Regions from separate parts of the Pan troglodytes genome. Here region 1 is linked to region 2. Evidence: chromatin contacts called from public Hi-C data. All regions are on one chromosome and are shown on one strand. The core of a region is the stretch at or near the end of the contact, and the rest is flanking DNA. Distances in the headings are between cores, read along the strand shown.

The links. A called contact is a pair of places that touch in the nucleus more often than the background predicts.
Region 1: a contact with region 2 is called in a Hi-C map of induced pluripotent stem cells, with 2.0 times the contacts expected there. The contact joins two enhancer-like sites. A contact is called at or near these places in 2 of 7 Hi-C or Micro-C datasets (both in induced pluripotent stem cells).

Annotation. Positions count from the first base shown.
Region 1 is chr6:20,815,180-20,817,879 of NHGRI_mPanTro3-v2.0_pri, forward strand. It overlaps the pseudogene LOC107976044. Among named protein-coding and RNA genes, the nearest start is that of DGKB, 37 kb to the left of the region's middle. Within about 2 kb of position 1,437, at least 3 of the 24 cell types and tissues checked have an H3K27ac peak or open chromatin away from gene starts, as enhancers often do. A contact at or near this core is called in induced pluripotent stem cells, where this site is marked.
Region 2 is chr6:20,541,249-20,543,948 of NHGRI_mPanTro3-v2.0_pri, forward strand. It overlaps DGKB (diacylglycerol kinase beta), which reads right to left. Exons shown (of 26, transcript XM_063814062.1): 5 at 2,346-2,499. Among named protein-coding and RNA genes, the nearest start is that of DGKB, 240 kb to the right of the region's middle. Within about 2 kb of position 1,318, at least 1 of the 24 cell types and tissues checked has an H3K27ac peak or open chromatin away from gene starts, as enhancers often do. A contact at or near this core is called in induced pluripotent stem cells, where this site is marked.

The DNA.
Region 1 (2,700 bases), core at 187-2,686, 270 kb after region 2:
AAATCCTTCATCTATGAAAAGCTATTAAAAATTCCAGCTTACTTATCAGTGCCAGGCAGCACTACTAAGAGTTAAAAACTAAAAAAATTGCAAGCAATATTTAATAATTGAATTTAAACATATGAGGCAGCAACATTTGTTTAAGAATTATATCTCTAAATACTCAATATTGCACCCTAGTTTCTTCTAAGTTATTCCATTTCACACGTAAAAGATAAACATGAGTAAACTAAAAGTAAAGTTCTATAGGCCGAGGAACTATTTTTATAGCTCTGTCTCCAAGAAGCAAAGTAGTGCCTAGCACATAATAGGCTCTTTACATGTCTACTGAGTGAATGAAATAATTAACAGCTTTTGAACAGTCAACCTATGAGAATAATTTATACAAGAATCTCAGTTTCCCACAAAATTTGTAATAAGACCCTTTGAGAGGACTTTTTTGAAATGACTATTTCAATGGCTTTATTTTGAATGACTATTTGAAATGACTCATTGAAGGGTGATTTGGGCCATAGAATAAAGGCTTCATGCTCAACAAATTTAAATCTTGGATTAATTTAAAAATAAATGTTATGAAATAAATGGATGGATAATGCAGACTTGGGAATCTGTCAACGATCAACTTATTTGGTATGATATTTTCTGTAACTTTTACTGAGGCATACCTTTGGTTTTAATTGACGTTTCTTAAATGGTTTATAACCAAGCTACAAAGACCAATAGAAGACTCTTCTCTTGAGGGAAGAAAACGTTGCAATTCACTGAAACTTACAAAAATATACTATCTCACTTGATATTATCTTACTTGTAAACAATTATTTCCAATGCTCAAATATTTGGACCTTTAGAAATATCTATAATTTATATACTAATAATACCTTAAAATAATTCTGCCTTCATTTCTGAATTAAAATCGTTCCCAAACACATTTAGAAAGTCGTTTTGACCATCTTTTGTGTGACATTTTTACAATTATTCTCAATTACATTTGAAGAGTGAGCTGTTGGCTCTATCAGATAATAGACACAAAGAATCATAGAACGTTGAATCTGAAACGAACCTCAGATAATCTGGTGAAGGCACTTTACTTTTATAAAAGAAACAGAATGAGATCCAGAAAGATGACGTGGCTTGGCCCAAGGTGAGAAAGTGAGCTACTAACAGAGTCAGGATTGGAGGCAAGCGCTCAACCCATTTTGCCCTGGAGGACCCAATCACTATAGAAATATGACCCATAAAAAGGGTATTTTTTTCTCTTTTTCTTCTACCCATCTTAGATTCAGTGGCTGGTGCCCTAAAAATTTAGACTGACAAAAGCCAGGCCTCTTGACAACCTTGTTTCATTTTGCTGTGGCTCTTATAGGCAAAGTCTGTCCCCCAAGCCTCACTGGTCTCTTTCCTGTTACTGGGAGGCACCAGCATCCTCACACTGTGGGGCCTGTATGCGTTGTTTCTAATCCCTGGAATGCTCTTCTCACAACTACATTTGCATGGGTCACTCCCCCACCTCTTTCAAGACTTTTCTCAAATGCTATTTCGCAGTGTCATTGTTTCTGACTACCGTGTTTAAAATTGCTCACTTCCCAGTCCCCTCTGCTCCTTTCTCAGCTTTTTTTTTTTCCCCCATAGGGCTTATGACCTTTCAATGTGCTAAGCGAGTTCCTTGTTTATTTTGTTTTTCACAGTGTTTCTTTCCCCACTAACCTAACTAAAACATAAGCACCATGGACATGGACTTCTGTTTTGTTTGCTGATGTATCCCTAGTGCCTGGAACTAAGCCTGATTATATGCTAGATGTTCATATAAAATCTGTTGAATGAGCAAATGGATCCTCCAAGGAGAAAACTGGGACAGAAATATCCACTTGAGAAAGAGCAGACGGATCTCGAAGCCCCAACTCCTAGCCCCAGATTCTTTTTTCTCTTGTGGATCTACTAAGGCACAGCTGCCATGACATTGAAGGTTCCAGGTTATGCCACTTTCCGCTTACCTTTCTGGCTCAGGTGTGCCACAGGCCTTTCCTGTAAGGCTCACAGCTAAATGAAAAAAGGTTGTCCAGATATCATTCAAGGTTTAAGGTTAACAAACCAGAGTTACAGCAGAGGAGATAATTTGTAATTAACTCCCTAGGTTGTCTCTGAAACATGCTCACTGGCCCTTGCCCAGACAACATTGGCTGACATTCATCTACTTCCTTGCTAATGGAACTCCTTTGGTTCCAGAAATGTGGCTATTATCTCAGGATAAGGCAGGGATGGACCTTATTTGTTCTATTCCAGTCACAGTACTGGCATTCTCCTTGCCAATGACTGATTCAGAAATAGGAACATGATGCGGGCCCATGAGAGGTGAGAGGCAAGTCACTGAAGCAGCTGCCAGGAGGGTTCCCAGGCTTTTCAAAAGTGTACAAGGAGGTCGCACTCTCCTCCCCACACACCGCCCCCTGCTCCTGCTTTGGAACATTGGATGTTTTGTTTGAGGATGCGACTCTTGGAAGTGCAAGGTCATATTGTGTTCATAAGGGGACAAAGCCAAGGAACTAAGCCAACATTGTGAGGATGGCAGAAGGGAACGCCAGCGAGAAACTCTGTCCTTGATTACATTGTTGTTCACTCATTCATTCTACCCTTGAATCGGCTTATTGCCAAGCTCCTTACAAAGTGAAATAATATATTTTCTTAATCATTTGAGACATTTTG
Region 2 (2,700 bases), core at 68-2,567:
AAAAGAACGAAAGAACAAAAGAACGAAAGAACGAAAGAGAGAAAGAGAAAGAAATAAAGAAGAAAGAAAGAAAGAAAGAAAAAGACAAAAAGAAAGAAAGAAAGAAGGGAGGGAGGGAGGGAAGGAGGGAAGGAAGGAAGGTGGGAGGGAAGAAAGGAAGGAAAGAAGGAAGGAAGAAAGAAAGGGAAGCAGTACAACATAAGGCTTAATATTATGGACTCTTCGTCATATTGTCTAAGTTTCATTTATGGCTCAACCATCTATTTCTTAATTACATGTTCTTGCATTTTTATTTATCATAATGTCCATTATTGAACTTATCTCTATACCAACACGTGTGTGTGTGTGTGTGTGTGTGTGTGTGGTGTGTGAAATGGAGTCTCGCTCTGTTGCCAGCCTGGAGTGCAGTGATGCGATCTCGGCTCACTGCAACCTCTGCTTCCTGGGTTCAAGTGATTCTCCTGTCTCAGCCTCCCAAGTAGCTGGGAATACTGGCGCCTGCCACCATGCCCGGCTAATTTTTTTTTGTATTTTTAGTGGAGACGGGGTTTCACCATGTTGGCCAGGCTGGTCTCAAACTCCTGACCTTGTGATCTGCCCACCTCAGCCTCCGAAAGTGCTGGGATTACAGGCATGATCCACCGTGTCCGGCCTCTATACCAACAATTCTATATTCCACTTTGTGATACTAGAGCTGGGACTCTCTAGACTTGTGGCTCTCCTGGGATCCCTGAGCTCCTTGCAGGAGATTTTTAAGGTCAAAATAATTTTCATAATGGTATTAAGATATTATTTGCTTTTCTTACTCTTATTCTCTTTTGAATGTACAGTGAAGTTTTCAAGAGGCTATATGACATATGATCCAGCAACAGAAACATAGCACCAGATATAATTTACCCAGCTGTCTTCCATGAAGCCAGGCATTAAAGAGATTTGCAATTATGCAAAACAATGCTACCCTTCTCACTATTTTTTGTTTTTGAAAATAGTTATTTTTCATAAGAATGGGTTATTTTTTGTTAACAGGTAGTGGTTTGATTCTTGTTATTTTTGGAATGTCTCATCTTTAATATGGTAAATATCAATAGATATCATCCACATAAACATAAGTTCCTTCAGGTCTTCAATTTTTAAGAGTTCAAAGAGTCCTGTGATCGAAGAGTGAGAAACACTGCTGCAGACATTTCTTCATTGCCAGTGGATTCCTGTTCTATCCATAGAGGGCACTAGAGACAGACGAGAAGGCACAGGGGTTGGGGTGGTGGGGTGGGGAGTCGCGGGAGAAGGGGCTGGACCCAGCAAGAGAGCCTGCTGCTCCTGTTGAATCTCTGCAGCGTTTCAGCCCGGTAGCAGGTTGTCTCTACCTGCAGACTCTAAAGCAGTGTAGGCTCTAGTCTCTAGCTCATGTCCACACCAACAAAAGCACAATGAGCTCCCTGCTAAGCAATCTGGGACAGGCCACGGTGATGCACCCTCCTCAGATGTCTGAGTTCCTGGGCTATAGACTAGTCTTGAATTCCCCAGTTACCAGAGGCAGCCAGGAAGTATCACTTCCACAAAAGTCCAAGGGCTAGGTTTGCTAGGCAACCCCTCACCTCAGAATTTCATCCTAGCTCCAAGGAATCCTTTCCTCAGGGCTTCTAGGTGGTGATTACTGCCATCTAAGGGCAGCACATGTTTCCTTGAGTCTATCTACATCACCTGTCTTTTCTTTTTGCTTTTTCAATCCTTTGAAACAGCTTAACCAATTACACTGTTTTACATTGGGTAATACAGTGAAATTTCTCTTTTCTTGACTGGAGGGAGATTGATACAACAGGTATTAATGTAAGTATGCATCTCTAAAAAGCTACCCATAATGAGAGAAACACCATCTCTACGGTGACACAAATTTACAGTATCTAAAAGAAAAATCAAATCTCTGTTCTGAGCTTACAAATCTAAACATGTGAAAGTATATTGGCAATTAGCAAAATAGATATTAAATATTATACCTTTTTAGATATAGTTGCTTTGTGACCACATTTTCAAATACTCAGCAATCTATACGTATCTAGTTATTTAACAAGAGCAGTTTTCCAAATTTGATGGAAATATGTCTTCAAATTATTACCTATACATAGAATTCTAAAGCAAGTGATAGATAAGGATAAATTATATTTTCTCTAATTAGCTATAATTTTACTGGAAACATTTTAAATGATTCACACAATCTTATTGTGAAAGTCTAAACCCTGTAACAAAACAATTTTTATGCAAATCATCATTCATCTTTTATGATAACTAGATATTTATTTAGCCTTTGAAATTTGTACTATATAAATGTTTAAAGTAAGTAAACTTACCGCCTGATAGGAGAGCAGGCTTAATTTTTACCATTGGACTAGAATGAGGAAACTTGTTGCTAAATGACATGAAAAGGTGTGCAGTGAAATCATCAGGAAGCTCGGCTTCCAGGAATGTCTTCATGAATAGTTTGAAACCTTCAAAATCTATTGTCTGGAAAAAAAAATGTAAACATGTATTTTAAGATCCAATCAAATGTTAAAATCCTGTGCTGTGTTCAAAATCATTAGAAGTAGAAATGACCTCAAACCATTTTTATATCCAAGTTTAACAAATGGAAAGTGCCTATTTGAGAAATAGGGTGGGCCGTCCTGGGCTAACATTGGCAATGGGATATGTTTGTCTTACCTGTGA